Regions from separate parts of the Xenopus laevis genome. Here region 1 is linked to region 2. Evidence: chromatin contacts called from public Hi-C data. All regions are on one chromosome and are shown on one strand. Each heading gives the region's core, a stretch centred on a gene start, on an enhancer-like site or on the middle of the called end of the contact. The rest is flanking DNA. Distances are from core to core; before and after follow the strand shown.

Region 1 (4,515 bases), core at 1,147-3,646, 120 kb before region 2:
AGCTCACAAGCATTTGACATGCGTCACTTGTGTTAAAAATAGTCCCAGAAAGGAATTATTTAGCTCTTTAAAATGCAAATTACAGGGCCATGTAACAGGAGAGATGGAGGCTGTGATTCGCTTGCAATTCATGAGTTGCGTTATAAATGTTCCTCTGATATTTATAAGAAGCACTTAGAGCCGCCTAATGAGTCATTGTCTGAAACGTGAGGGAACACTGCCTCCACTCACTGCTTATTGGCCCCTGGGCCCAGGGAGAGCAAAATCAAATAGTCTCTGCCATTATATGCAACTGCCATCTGTGGGTGGCACATTATTTCCTTTGCCAAGGCACTAACAAATACTTTATATTGCTGAAAGCAGCCGCCATAGGAGCTTCCCACTTCCTCATTCCAGCTCAACACCAGCACAAACCCTGTATAGCAATGATCTGTATACTGCTCTGCACAAACTATATTGATCTACACACAGGATAGTTATCCCACTGTTACTATATGCACCATCTCTCCCTACTATACCTGCTATCCCACAGTCACACTCCCTTCCCAGAGACTATTATCCCACTGTTACTATAGGCACCATCTCTCCCTACTATACCTGCTATGCCACAGTCACACTCCCTTCCCAGAGACTATTATCCACTGTTACTATAGGCACCATCTCTCCCTACTATACCTGCTATCCCACAGTCACACTCCCTTCCCAGAGACTATTATCCCACTGTTACTATAGGCACCATCTCTCACTACTATACCTGCTATCCCACAGTCACACTCCCTTCCCAGAGAATATTATCCCACTGTTACAATAGGCACCATCTCTCCCTACTATACCTGCTATCTCACAGTCACACTCCCTTCCCAGAGACTATTATCCCACTGCTACTATAGGCACCATCTCTCCCTACTATACCTGCTATCCCACAGTCACACTCCCTTCCCAGAGACTATTATCCCACTGTTACTATTACTATAGGCACCATCTCTCCCTACTATACCTGCTATCCCACAGTCACACTCCCTTCCCAGAGACTATTATCCCACTGTTACTATTACTATAGGCACCATCTCTCCCTACTATACCTGCAATCCCACAGTCACACTCCCTTCCCAGAGACTATTATCCCACTGTTACTATAGGCACCATCTCTCCCTACTATACCTTCTATCCCACAGTCACACTCCCTTCCCAGAGACTATTATCCCACTGTTACTATAGGCACCATCTCTCCCTACTATACCTGCTATCCCACAGTCACACTCCCTTCCCAGAGACTATTATCCACTGTTACTATAGGCACCATCTCTCCCTACTATACCTGTTATCCCACAGTCACACTCCCTTCCCAGAGACTATTATCCCCACTGTTACTATAGACACCATCTCTCCTTACTATACCTGTACTATGGATATCATCTGGTCCAGGTATGTGGGAAAACCGTATCCGCTGATTTATCAATGACAACAAACACTATACTTAATCTATACTTTCAGGCCTAATACATATCCAGATCCTATCCATTCCCATTGTTGTGAAGAACCACAACTGGAAGGATCAGACTGGCTATACATATAAAGATTAATTCATTTGGTGAAAGCACTAAACAGGCAGATCTTTCTCCAAAGAGAAATTGTGAGTGATAAATACCTACACAAAGGCAACACAAAATGAGCCCATGTTCTACATGGGTGAAAGCATTAATTCAGTGCCCTCCACCTACAAAACAGAGTAATTTTAGGCTGATTGGGCCCCGAAAAACTTCTTGGAAGGCCACATCTGTCCTGCTTAAGGCTTGTATTCTTCCTGTGTTTGTGTCTAACCCTGGCTATGGTTTCTTCGTTACAATAGAAAAGAATAATACATTCATCTAGTAGTTCTTAGAATAACCCCCCATAGGCACAATGTATGGACACAATTGCAGTCAGCGGCTCATCTGTTGAACCCATTACTGACGGCTGTGATTTCCGTTGGTGCCAGACTACAACAGCCAAGGAATGTTTTCCTGTTTTGTATTTGCTGTGAATGCTGCAGGAATTGCAGGATCTATTAGGCAGGAATAGACACGTGCCCAGGGTGAAAGAATGCGTGTGCAGGATAAGATCACATGCGTGTGCTGCTTGTGCGTGGGCGTGCGGAACAATACAGTCAATACAGATGTAGCAAGTGCAGCAAAAGCGGAATCATTTAGAGGAGACGATGAATGGGGAGCAATGCACATTGATTTAGCGATAGCTCAAGCACCCCCAGGACCACCAAAGTCTCTTACCAAGCTTAGACCCCAAAATGTGGGGCTGCCCCCTAGATAAGGTCAGACTGGGGGGGCCCGGGGCTGCTTCCTCAGCGCCCTCCTACACCCCCCACCTCACTAACGTTTGCACTGTGTTTTTGCCGCAACTGGCTGGTGGCTACAGGAAGAGAAGAAGAGGCCCAGGGTGCGGATCTGGGCTGGCGGAGCCCCCAAGAGACGGGGGCCCACTGGGATTTTTCCCGGTGTCCCGCCAGTGGATAGGGGTGCCTCAAAATATCCCTGATATTGGTATGATGGCAATGTTTCTTACAGAGGCAGGAATCAGTGCCAGAACTAGGGGGATAGAAGAGGCACCAGCCTAGATGTGGGGGCGCTGGGCAGGTGACTATTCCAAGATTCTTCTGCCTATCCCTAGTCTGGATTCACTCCTCTCTGTAGCTCTCGCCTCCCTCCTCTGTTGTTCGCTTCTACCTCCTTCCCTCTCCCCTTTACATACCTCCCAACTGTCCCTTTTTTGGAGGGACAGTCCCTCTTTTGACAGCTCATCCCGCAGTCCCTCATTTGTACTGGAAAGTCCCTATTTTCTCTACAGCCAGAAAAAGAAACAAAGTTTCTCACTTAATTGGCTTTGTGCACAGAACACCTAACAGGTGCAAATAAGATACTTTGTAACAATTTTGAGACACAAAAAAAAAATAGTTTAGATTAGGAGAAATATTTTCAAACTTTCATAACCTGCCAAATTTTGTAAAACGAACAAGGTAAGTAGGGGATGTGGCCACAAAAAGGGGCGTGCTCAAAAAATTCCGCTGCGCTATATGCGAAAAAAAAAAATGTTGTCCCTCTTTTTACTTCCAAAATGTTGGGCGGTATGTCTGTACCCTACCTTCCTCCCCTGCCCTTACTCTTCTCTTCGTTGCCCTCCCCTCTGTTATGGCACATGAGTGCTTTCGTGTGTGCATGAGTGGGGGGCGGGGTTAGCTGACCTTGTTGCCTAGGGCACCAGTTGGCTTGGCCCAGCCCTGGCAGTAATAAAGGGGGTAGAATCACAAACGGGAGACTTAAACACAGTGGTGTAGCAATGACTTGCCGTTGTTATGTGCAGATTGACCTCACTGTGCCATTTGTGGGTTGCAGGAGGATTGAGCTCTTCAGCCTGCTCTACCCACCCTTACACTGCCTGCCTGTTTTATAGGCGCATACATGCCCCACACCTTTTGTAACATCATCGGCAGGGTGGGTAGATCCAGGTATATATATGGAGGGCGGAAGCTGGGTGCAGACGGGCACGGTTTGGGCAGGTGTGGGTTTGGTTCGAGTTTATTTCGGCCAGCACATCACGAACTTGCCGAGCTCCCCTGCAAAAAGTTTTTGGAAGAGCCTGATGAGCACCTAATGGGTCCTCCCACCACCTGCTAGCCAACCTGCCCAGCCATATCCCATGTTCCCCGCTGCGTGGGCAAGTTTGGCAAGAGAGCGTCTGGGGCCGGAGGATTTCTTAAAGGGTTGGTTCACCTTTAAGGTAACTTTTCGCATGTTATAGAATGACCTATTGTAAGCAACATTTAAATTGGTTTTCATTATTTATTTTTTATAGTTTACGAATTCTTCACCTTCCTCTTCTGATTCTTTCCAGCTTTCAAATGGGGGTCACTGACCGCATGTTAAAAACAAATGCTCTGTAATGCTACAAATTTATTGTTTTATTAGGGCCTCTCCTATTCATATTACAGTCTCTTGTTCAAATCAGTGCATGGTTGCTAGGGTAATTCAGATCCTAGCAACCAGACAGCTGAAATTACAAACTGGAGAGCTGCTGAATAAAAAGCTAAATAATTCAAAAACCACAAATAATAAAAAATGAAAACCAATTGCGAATCGTCTCAGAATGTCTCTTTCTACGCCATACTGAAAGTTTATTTAAAAGTGAACAACCCCTTTAAAGCTATAGAAGAAGCAGATCCAACTGTCCAGGCCCCCTGTCCCAGCTCTATGAAAACAAACCTCGGCTTAGTTCCTTTGGGTTACGAGACGTGGGTAGACTTTTGTTACATTTACCACTGAAAAGTGAGAAAACCTTTACTGTAACCCAATTCAGAGGCCGGATCCACTAGTGATTCAGTCTATATGAGATCTGGGGTTGTACACTTAGAAACGCATTTGGGAAGGAAACATGATTATGATGCTTTTCTAAGAACTTTTGCAATTTACATTCATTATTTGTTTTCTTTTTTAAAGGGTTACTTATCCTTTAAAGGGGTTGTTC
Region 2 (4,181 bases), core at 570-3,069:
TGCCCTTTGCCACCAGCCCACAAGCAGAGTGTGTAGAAGGAAAAGCCCTGTCATTCCTCACTAGAGGATTTCCTCCACGCTCCGGTAGTACAACAATAGGCAGAGTAGGGGGTAAGTGCCAGATTTGCAGGGAAGGGATTCCATTTTCACATTTATTTGTTAACCACTGTCATTAAGTCTCTTTAATGGAGCCATAACCTTATAATACAGATAGACATGCCATTTCACTCAACAAACCTATTTATGTTCACATGTCCTGTTACCTGTGGCCCTCCAACTGCTGCTTTGAGCATCAACCAACAGCTGCAGGGCCCCGAGGCTCTATAAATGCTACACTCTATAGCAGGGGTCCCCAACATATTTTTACCCATGAGCCTCATTCAAATGTAAAATGAGATGGGGGAGCAACACAACGACGAAAATGTTCCTGGAGGTGCCAAATAATAGCTGTGATTTGTTATTTGGTAGCCCCTCTGTGGATAGGCAGCCTACAGAAGGATGTATTTGGCAGTACATCTGGTTTTATTTAACCAAAACTTGCCTACAAGCCTGGAATTCAAAAATAAGCACCTGCTTTGAGGCCACTAGGAGCAACATCCAAGGGGTAGGAGAGCAACATGTTGCTCACGAGCCACTGGTTGGGGATCACTGCTCTATAGAAATACTACATGCAACAGCTATAGAACAGGTCTATAGAGTGTAGCAAATGACATTATAGATGGATATATGTAAAGCATCTCAGGTGAGTGTCTTACCCAATCTTCGAAGTGTCGGCTCCCGTTCTGCAGTAGATCCTCAAATTGGATGGTGCAGTTGGCCACAAAATCATCGTAGCCTATGGGGGCATCGTGGAAGACCGCCAGCTCGATCTTCTTGCCGTTGGAGACGTCCGTAGAGAAGTCATCGTGCCAGCTGGGGTTGTTGGTCTTTTGCTTGGTGGAGGTCTGTCCTATCCTGGAGTCGTCCACATTGACAGCAATGTAAGGGTCCAGCAGGAAGGTCTGGGGTCGGGGGCCCACGGCATGTCTCAGGGACCAAGCAGTGGGTTTCAGGTTGGTGGCCTCACAAATCCGAATTTTCAGCAAGCCATTAAACACAACCATGGTGGGACAAGGTACTTGTGGGTGGGGTGGCTCCCAGCAGAGGTGTAACTAGGGTGGGCAATGAGGGCACAGACTGGCAGACAAGTGTAGGCGATTCTTATGCATTAAGATGAGGAAGGCTAGAAAAAAAGGAGCATTAGCATCTAAAACTATAGGTGCGCCGTGTGGTTGGCAAGATGCGGCTCAGTCAGTGCAAGTGACACCTCTGCATGTCCCTATAGAGTGCGGGGATATTAGGATTTAGCGCCCATGCGCTCCCCTATTGCACTCGCAGCGCTGCGGCAGCCGCTGAATTCATTGGGCTCCTGCTGGTAACGGCAAAATAAGAGGAGGGGGAGGGTGCAAATCCACCGCTAATCCCGCCGCCAGGCTGCTCTGCTCTCCTACCTACCGTGTGGGCTCATCCATGGGCAGGAGCTGCTGCTGCTGCAATCTGGGCTTTCCTGCCAAAATGCTGCTCAAGAGCAGCCGCACCCCCCTCACTACAAGCTTCTCCCCCCCAGCCGGTCCGATCGGTCACATCCGCAGCAACAACAGCAGCAGCGCCCAGGATCCTCCCGCACACACGCCCCGGGGGCCGCACCGCTCGACTCGGGCTGCTGCAACAGATGTTCAGGGTAGATCCCCGCTGGATGCCTCGTACCGCCGCTGCTACTGCCTCCTCCGCTCATTAGCGACACCCCAGCTCTCCTCCCCTCTCCTTGTCATGCAGGAAATGCACAAAAGACGTCAGAGAGAGAGAGAGAGAGAGAGAGAAGGATAAGACACACGAGCAGATCGCACTTACACATGGGACACGGAGCTTTTCCACTTGCAACACAAGGGGGGACAGTTCTTCCCTTTAAAAGGATGAGTAACCCCCAAAAATAACGACAGTGTCAGTCTAAGGAACACGTGAACTGCAAATATGTCCTAGTATTACACTTATTTGCATTTAAAAGCAGGATATATGTGTTTCTGCACTGCTGGTTCTAACTCTTGAAACAATGTAGCACTCCTGCAGCCGAGACAAGTCTGTTAAATCCACTCGTTTATGCTTTAGGGTCAGGGCACGCAGGCAGATTCGGGGAGATTAGACCCCGGCGACAGATCTTCTCTTCTTCAGGGCGACTAATCTCCCCCAACTGCCTACCCTGCCTTCCCGCCGGCTAAAATGTAAATCGCCGACGGGATGGCACTCGGAGCGATTCATTTTCCTTAGTTGGCCGAAGGGAAACTTCGGAGAATGAATCACTTCGAGTGCCATCCTGCCGGCGATTTATATTTTAGCCGACGGGAAGATTAGTTGCCCACGAAGAAGAGGAGATTCGTCGCTGGGACAACTAATCTCCCCGAATCTGCCTGTGTGCCCTGACCCATAGGGCAGAGACCCACACTGTTATTTTGGGAGATTATTCGCCCATCGACAAATCACTTCTTCTTCGGGCGACTAATCTCCCCAAACTGCCTCCCTGCCGGTTAGAATGTAAATTGCTCTGAAATCCATTTCTTAAAAGAGCAAACAGCTTTTTTTGTATTTAAATTTGAAATCTGTCATGGGGCTACACATATTGTCAGTTTCCCAGCTGCCCCCAGTCATGTGACTTGTGCTCTGATAAACTTCTGTCACTCTTTACTGCTGCACTTAGGGTTGCCACCTGGCCGGTATTTTGCCGGTTGATCCCAATGTTATTAATAGGGAAAAAAGATAAATATATAGGAAAGCCAGTATTTTTTTCCAAAAAAGGTGGCAACCCTAGCTGCACTGCAAGTTGGAGTGATATCACCCCCCTCTCCCCCACCCAGCAGCCCATCTGCAGAACAACGAGAAGGTAACCAGATAACAGTTCCCTGGTAGATATAAGAACAGCACTCAATAGTAAAAATCCAGGTCCCACTGCGACTCCTTTAGTTACATTGAGTAGGAGAAACAATAGCCTGTCAGAAAGCAGTTCCATAGTGCAGCACTGGCTCTTTCTAAAAGCACATGACCAGGCAAAAGGACTTGACACCTCCACACCAATATTATAAATAAAAAAAATACCCTTGTTGGTTCAGAAATTACATTTTATATCGTAGAGTGAATTATTTGCAGTGTGAACAGTGTCATTTAGAAATAAAAACGACATCATAAAAATCATGACAGAATCCCATTAATGTCGCTGCATCAATGACCCCAGCTGATGGAAGTGTCTCAAAGCAGAACATTTAAAAATGTCGGACAGCTTGAGGGAACACTAGCATAATCCACATGAGAGCAGGTAGAGAATATTGAGGCATTTAGGGAGTTAGGTCTCCCCAAAATGATAAATACGGCAGCCAATTAGTAAGTGGTTCAAGACTCTCCTGAAGAAAATGTTTTATTCGTCCCCTAACAACCCAATGTCACCCTCTTCCACTGGGGATGAGACACGCGGTGGCACTGGGACTTTTTTGGACAAGGAGAACCAAATGATCAACGTGTTGCAGAGCAAAGGGCCACTATACAATTTCTGCTGAATTTCAACAGTTACCAGTAGATTCTCAACCGTTACAATTTGCTCCATTAAGTTGCTCCATTTAATTGATTCATTTCTCAGCAGTCGCATGGGGGAATATCAGCAACTCTTGTATCAATTCTAACACTCGCCTTTAATGAAAATCAGGGATTCTGCTCAGCAGGTACAAACATAAGAAACGTAACAACTAACGGATCAATGTAGATCAGTTACAGAATCAGTGACCCCCACCGAGCTGCTTTAGAAAAACATATGGAGGTGAAAACTGAAATTTTACACTTCAATATTAGAAAAACTGTACAAATAGAAAATAATTAGGAAAAGTCTTTATTTCTGGTGAACTCTCGGAAAACAACTGAATTGAAAGGTGACCGACCCCTTTAACGGCAACAGAGCAGTTCTTTGAGTTCTCAAGTACGAGGTGTTTTTACCTTAAGAGGCTCTGCACTGTACAATATATTGGCTTCATCAGCCACAGATGCCATTGTACCCAAGCACACACGCCAGCTCACCTTGGCATCAACACATAAATGAGAATTCTCTGAGCACATTCATGGTCGCTATTAGACAAATATTTATGCGAGACCTGTCAGGGATCTGT

What was found. A called contact is a pair of places that touch in the nucleus more often than the background predicts.
Region 1: a contact with region 2 is called in a Hi-C map of the XL177 cell line, with 4 times the contacts expected there. The contact joins the enhancer-like site here to the promoter of LOC108717735 in region 2. A contact is called at or near these places in 2 of 4 Hi-C or Micro-C datasets (the XL177 cell line and the XTC cell line).

The regions. Positions count from the first base shown.
Region 1 is chr5S:21,720,867-21,725,381 of Xenopus_laevis_v10.1, reverse strand. All of the region lies in intron 3 of LOC108717735 (protein kinase C epsilon type), which reads right to left. Among protein-coding and RNA genes, the nearest start is that of epas1.S, 110 kb to the left of the region's middle. Within about 2 kb of position 2,396, at least 1 of the 7 cell types and tissues checked has an H3K27ac peak or open chromatin away from gene starts, as enhancers often do.
Region 2 is chr5S:21,597,037-21,601,217 of Xenopus_laevis_v10.1, reverse strand. LOC108717735 (protein kinase C epsilon type) reads right to left here and starts at 1,819. Exons shown (of 15, transcript XM_041564283.1): 1 at 756-1,819. The coding sequence starts at 1,103.